2 separate regions of the Triticum aestivum genome follow, and region 1 is linked to region 2. The links are chromatin contacts, called in public Hi-C maps. All regions are on one chromosome and are shown on one strand. The core of a region is the stretch at or near the end of the contact, and the rest is flanking DNA. Distances in the headings are between cores, read along the strand shown.

What was found. Hi-C and Micro-C count contacts between places; a contact is called where the count stands out from the background.
Region 1: a Hi-C map of leaf shows a contact between it and region 2, with 3 times the contacts expected there. The contact joins the promoter of LOC123122867 here to the enhancer-like site in region 2. A contact is called at or near these places in 4 of 5 Hi-C or Micro-C datasets (leaf and an unstated tissue) and 1 of 1 datasets of contacts at active chromatin or transcription factors (leaf).

Annotation. Positions count from the first base shown.
Region 1 is chr5D:470,459,440-470,462,277 of IWGSC CS RefSeq v2.1, forward strand. LOC123122867 (cytochrome b5) reads left to right here and starts at 1,445. Exons shown (of 3, transcript XM_044543232.1): 1 at 1,445-1,734; 2 at 2,245-2,311; 3 at 2,404-2,838. The coding sequence starts at 1,648. The coding sequence ends at 2,657. It also overlaps the pseudogene LOC123120936.
Region 2 is chr5D:470,124,865-470,127,631 of IWGSC CS RefSeq v2.1, forward strand. No RefSeq gene overlaps it. Among protein-coding and RNA genes, the nearest start is that of LOC123122866, 76 kb to the left of the region's middle. Within about 2 kb of position 1,282, at least 8 of the 8 cell types and tissues checked have an H3K27ac peak or open chromatin away from gene starts, as enhancers often do. A contact at or near this core is called in leaf, where this site is marked.

The DNA of each region.
Region 1 (2,838 bases), core at 195-2,694, 330 kb after region 2:
TAGTATATATTTAGCTGGCAGAAAAATTATACTCCCTCCATTCACAATAATTGGAGGTGTGCATTGGCTTGAGGGACCAATGGACAGTTTTTGCGCTGGAGTGGCGTCTCATGTCACGCATCGACGATGCGGAGTCTCGCTGGTGTGGCACGGCAGGGTCTCGGCGATGGATGTATGATGATGAACGCGCGTAGAGAGGTGGCGTTGTCTGGTGCCGTGGTGGCATCGATGGCATGCCTGACAATGTCGATGTGTCAGTACCTGTTCTGGAGATGGATCGGTGGAAGACGACGGCGGCTACATCTGAGAGTGCGTCGGACCAGTGTGTGTCTCACATCGGGCAATGGCTTGGTTGGGCCCCCGGTTTTAGATGTTAGACCTTAGTGTGATGTCTGTTTAGTTTCGGATCGGACAATCGGCACCCCTTCTCAAGTGGATAGGAGTAGTGGCAAATGTTGCCAAGATCATGGCTTCAGACTTATTGATTATTACTTTATAAGGTCTTTATGAATAATTAATAAAATGGTTGCATGCAGCGTCCAGATGCAGAGGCCGGGGGTCTTCCTCCTTTAAAAAAAACAAATATAAGATATTTTGGATATCGTCACCCTGACAAACCTCAGTCTCTATCCACCACTGGGTCGATGGTACCAAGACTATCTTGTGGTCGACGATAGAGATACCACTGAAAGGGGTTGTGAAAACACGCAGATCTAGGGGGCGCTTTGCGAATGTTTCAAGACGTGTGTGCGACGCGTGCCTATGGCGGAGGTCCTCGACGCAGAGTGAGCGGCAGCGCTAGGGTTGCCGTCGCAGGATCGGGCGGGCGCGCTTGCACGCGTCGTTCGTCTCCTACTCACGGCGCACGATTGGGAGAGGAGGGAGGAGGCGTTGGTGGCCTAGCGATGCGGAGGTGACCCAACATGGTGGGGGCTGCGCGAGCGGCTCCTCTTAAATACACACTGTTGATATAATTATGGTGGTTCCGTACATTTTACTCTTAAATATACACTTTTGCTTGTGATATGACAAGAAAATATTGTACTTTGTACCATGGTCATTTCCTCTTTTAATCATATCAATCAAGATTTATACTCCTCCGTTTCTAATTATAAGTCTTTTTAAAGACTCCATCATGGACTACATGTGGATGTATATAAATATATTTTAGAGCGTAGATTCATACATTTCGCATTTTATGTAGTCCATAGTGGAATCTTTAAAACGACTTATATTTAGGAACGGGGGAATGTGTTTTTTATTGTATGTACGATTGAACACCAATCTGTTCTTTTTTTTTCTAGCAAACATCCCTCTGTTCCTGCCCATCAGACAAAAAAAAACTACCTCTGCGGGATATGGGCCATCAATTTGGCGGGGTTGCTGGCGGGCTGTGACGACCCATTATCCTAGGCCCACGAGGCCTAAACCCAACCCCCAACTCCCCGAAATCCCCACCCAAGGCAGTTCTTCTTTCTCTGCAAGGCAAGCGGCGGCAGATTGAAGAACAGATACCTGGTCCAGAATCCAGATACCCACCCTCCTTCTTCCTCTGCAAGCCGGGGCAGATTCACCCACTCTGTACAGCAGTATTCCCTCGCCCCCGCCCTCGCCCCCCGCCGATCGGACTGGGAAAGCGAGAGCGGGATGCCGACGCTGACGAAGCTGTACAGCATGAAGGAGGCCGCCCTCCACAACACCCCCGAGGACTGCTGGATCGTCGTCGACGGCAAGGTAGCGCCGCCGCTAGCGCCCCCCTCGTACCCCTCGCTGCCGATCTGGCTTCAGCAATAGTGCCCGTAACATCGGTAGGTAGGTTGGTAGGTAGGTAAGGTGTATGGACGCGCTTCGTCGTTGCTAGTTGGGCTTCGACCCCCGCCCGTAGCCTGTTCGACCGAATGCCTGGGAGATCCCGCGCTCGCTTTGTTAGTGAGAAGGCTGCAGGAATCGAGACCGAACGTCTCTGCGAGTGGCGTGGCCTGCTAGTCTAGGCACCAATACTGGGTGGTGGCAATGCAAGGTTTAATCCTCATGGTCGTGGGACAGTTGTGCTGGGGTATCTTATTTGTGGAGGTTGCTTTCCTCTGTTGAAAGCAACCACGGCAGATGCCTCTGTTGAGGGCTTTGGAACAAATAGAATTTGTGTCAGCAGAGAGTAGATAGGCATTACAATACTACTTGGCAATATGTTCCCCTACTCTGATTGTGTGGCGAGCTCATGTCCTGTTGATGAATACAATGCAGATTTATGATGTGACCGCGTATTTGGATGACCATCCTGGGGGTGCTGATGTTCTGCTTGCCGTGACTGGTACTGCTTCTCTCCTCCTGTTTTCATGTTCTTTTTCAACGCATTTTATTTTCTCTTAGGCTGTCTGCTCATGTATGATAATACGTTTGAAGGTATGGATGGCACCGAGGAATTTGAAGATGCGGGCCACAGCAAGGATGCCAAGGAGTTAATGAAGGATTACTTCATTGGGGAATTGGACTTGGACGAAACACCTGACATGCCTGAGATGGAGGTTTTCAGGAAAGAGCAGGACAAGGACTTCGCCAGCAAGCTGGCGGCTTACGCTGTGCAGTACTGGGCCATTCCGGTAGCAGCAGTCGGGATATCAGCCGTGGTTGCCATATTGTATGCACGAAGGAAGTGATGACTGGTTATAGGTTGATTGAAGAACCATTTTGGGGTAACCAACACATTTATAGCTGGTTATGGATGGAGAGATTATGTACTTCTGTCCAAAGGGGAAGACATTGAGCCCTTAGGTACTTGAGTCAAATATTTGTCCACAAAATTGGTGGTACTATTTTATCAATATGTCATTCTATGGA
Region 2 (2,767 bases), core at 32-2,531:
TTTCCACTCACAGCTTTTGACAATTATCACAATTGCCATTCCGTGACAAAAGCAACAATTTTTTATTTCACTTTTGCCACTCTTAGATTTTGACAATGTATCATAATTGCCACTCTGAAAATTTTGCTTTTGCCACGGAATGACAATTGTGATAATTGTCAAAAGCTGAGAGTGGAAAAAGTGATATGTCAAATTCTAGAGTGGCATAAGCAAAGTGGGCAAAAGTTAGAGTGGCAGAAACAAAGTTTTCCCAACAAACAATGAGAAAAGTTTCACTTGCGTGTAAAAATTTCACGATGAAATCACATTTGTGGAACTCTGGACGCCTCAATTTTGTAATTTTGGTCCACACTTTCAGGAATGCGATTTCATCATGAAATTTTGCATGCGTGTAAAAAGCTACCCAATTTTTGCAGCAAAAAAGTAATTTGATTTTTTAGGTTTTACTGTTTTTACGAGCTCATTTGAGCTTTAGCTCAGATAGTCTCTATCTGTGTCCTGCAAGTAGTACCATCTCTGAGAGCAGGGCGTTTCGGTGCCCAGACTCATCTGCACCCGGTTAGAAAAAAATCATTAATTTAAAAAAATCAATTTTTTTGTGCAGTAGAAAATTTGATGCGTGAGGCCCGCTTCAAATTTCAAATCATTTGGACATCTTAGCAGCTCTCAGCAAAAAAAAAACAATCGGACCAAAACAGTACATGAATAGTAACTTTTTTACATACCCCCAATTTGTATTTTTTGCCGAGAACTCCTCAGATGTCCAAAGGATTTGAAAATGGGAGTGGACCTCACGCATCAAATTGTCTACCGCACAAAAAAATTTGGAATTTTTTAAAATTTTCTAGTATTTGTTTTGATTTTTTTCGTCAGCTCGGGTGCAAATGAGCTCGGGTGCAGAGATGAATTTTCACGTCTCTGGACCTTTTTCCTCTCAAGGCAGGAATGGATAAGACATCCGCAAGTAACCTCCATGCGCCTCCGCACCCCGCCAGCAAATAACTCGTGCTTTAGTCGGCTCCCTGGCCTTTTCCGGATGCCAAAGGCGTCGCCGTCCGCAGCGGACTTGATCGGCAGCAGCGAGCATCACGCATACATCGCAGATATTCTCACCGGTTATAGGTTTCTGGAAGCAGGGAGGAAGGGAAAAAAGACGGACGGACGGCCAGGTGCGAGATGCCGCCGTCGCGTCGCCGAATTCGCGCCCCCTGCGACCACGGTACACGGATAGAAGAGGCAGGGCGGAGCACCACAGCATTAGTTTCGAGTTCCGACCCGATGAACGCAAGATGGACACCGCGACCGACCGATGTCGCGAGGCAGCAGGCAGCGTCCCTTTCTTTCTGTCTCGTCTGGACTCGCTGTCCCGTGGCGTGCCCTCATCCGGGCCCCTCCCAGCTTGGCCCTTATCAGCGATGCACGCTCAAATGTCCATCATCCGCGGATGAGATGTATATCATCACTGTTGCTGGTGGTGGTTTGATTACCACTTTTCACGGCACCATCCCATCCGCGGATATTGGGCGTTAATTCATTCCACTCACATGGTTTTGTCGTGGACGTACGCGATATGCTGATTTCCATCCGCGGGATGTTAATTAATTCCTCCAGGCTCTTTTCCATGGCATTTTTGTCACTGCAGAGTTATGTTTGAAAAAAAAAATTGTCACTGCAGAGTTCTTGTGCTTAGAGCACCCTAAAAAACCATGGAGGGCCAGGCGCAGGGCAACGCATTATTGCTAGTACGGAGATGGAAGTCGGGGCAAACCTGGACCCGACCCCGAGCTCTCCTACTAGCGCACCGGCGGCGGCCACTCTGGCCCCGTCGGCCACTCCACCGCTGGCCCGCAGCCCAGCCGCCATGCTGCCACCGCCTCCCCCCTCGCTGCCCGTGGGCTTTAAGCCGGTGGTCGTCCCGCCGCCATCCCCGCCGTCTTTCCCATCAGATCTGGATCGGGACCTCCTGCTTCCGACGCCGACGACAACACCGGACTGCCCAGCTCCGGCGCCGGCCACTGCGACGCCGACGCCCCCCATGCCCGCGGCAGCTGGTGGCTGCCCCGCTCCGGCGACGGCGGTTGCTGCTGCCGACAACCCCATGGTGGCTCCATCCCTCCTCCAACCGGCTGCGTCCCGGAGCTCGCGTCCGTCTTCATCGAGCTCGCTCCCCTCCGAGCCAGCGCCCGTGGACCCTCTAGCACCGTCGTTCGCCGCCGCTGCACTAGTCGCGGCTGCACTTGCTTGTTGCAGATCGGACCCGGCCATAGGAGGGCGGAAGGCTCGTTCCCAGGAGGGCCTGGATCCCTTTGCTTCGCCGCCTGCTGGACGACCTTACCTGCCTGCCGGCCAACCTCCTGCACTCACTGCTCCTGCGCCGCGCGATGCTGCTGGAGGCGATCGCTCCGTCCCGCCCGTGCGCTCGGGTTGGGGGGATTGGCGTGGATGCTTCCATCGTGATGAGGCGACGACCGTTCTCGAGTGTGAGCTTGGGGGATGGCAGACTGTCTCGAAGGGGCGCCGCTCGCCGCCTCCTACAGTTTTTTGTCGCCCTTCCACCACTGTGCGGCGTTCCCCTCCGGCGTGGCTGAGAAACAGGTGTTTCCGGTGTCTCTGTCGAGGTCATCGCGCACACTCTTGCAGAGATCCAATCCGATGCACGGACTGCCTTCGATCTGGACACATCGCTCGCTTCTGTCGTGCTAAGAAGCCCGTCCACCAAGCTTCGCTGCTCCAATGTCATGCTCGATCGCCTGCATCCACCGGTGAT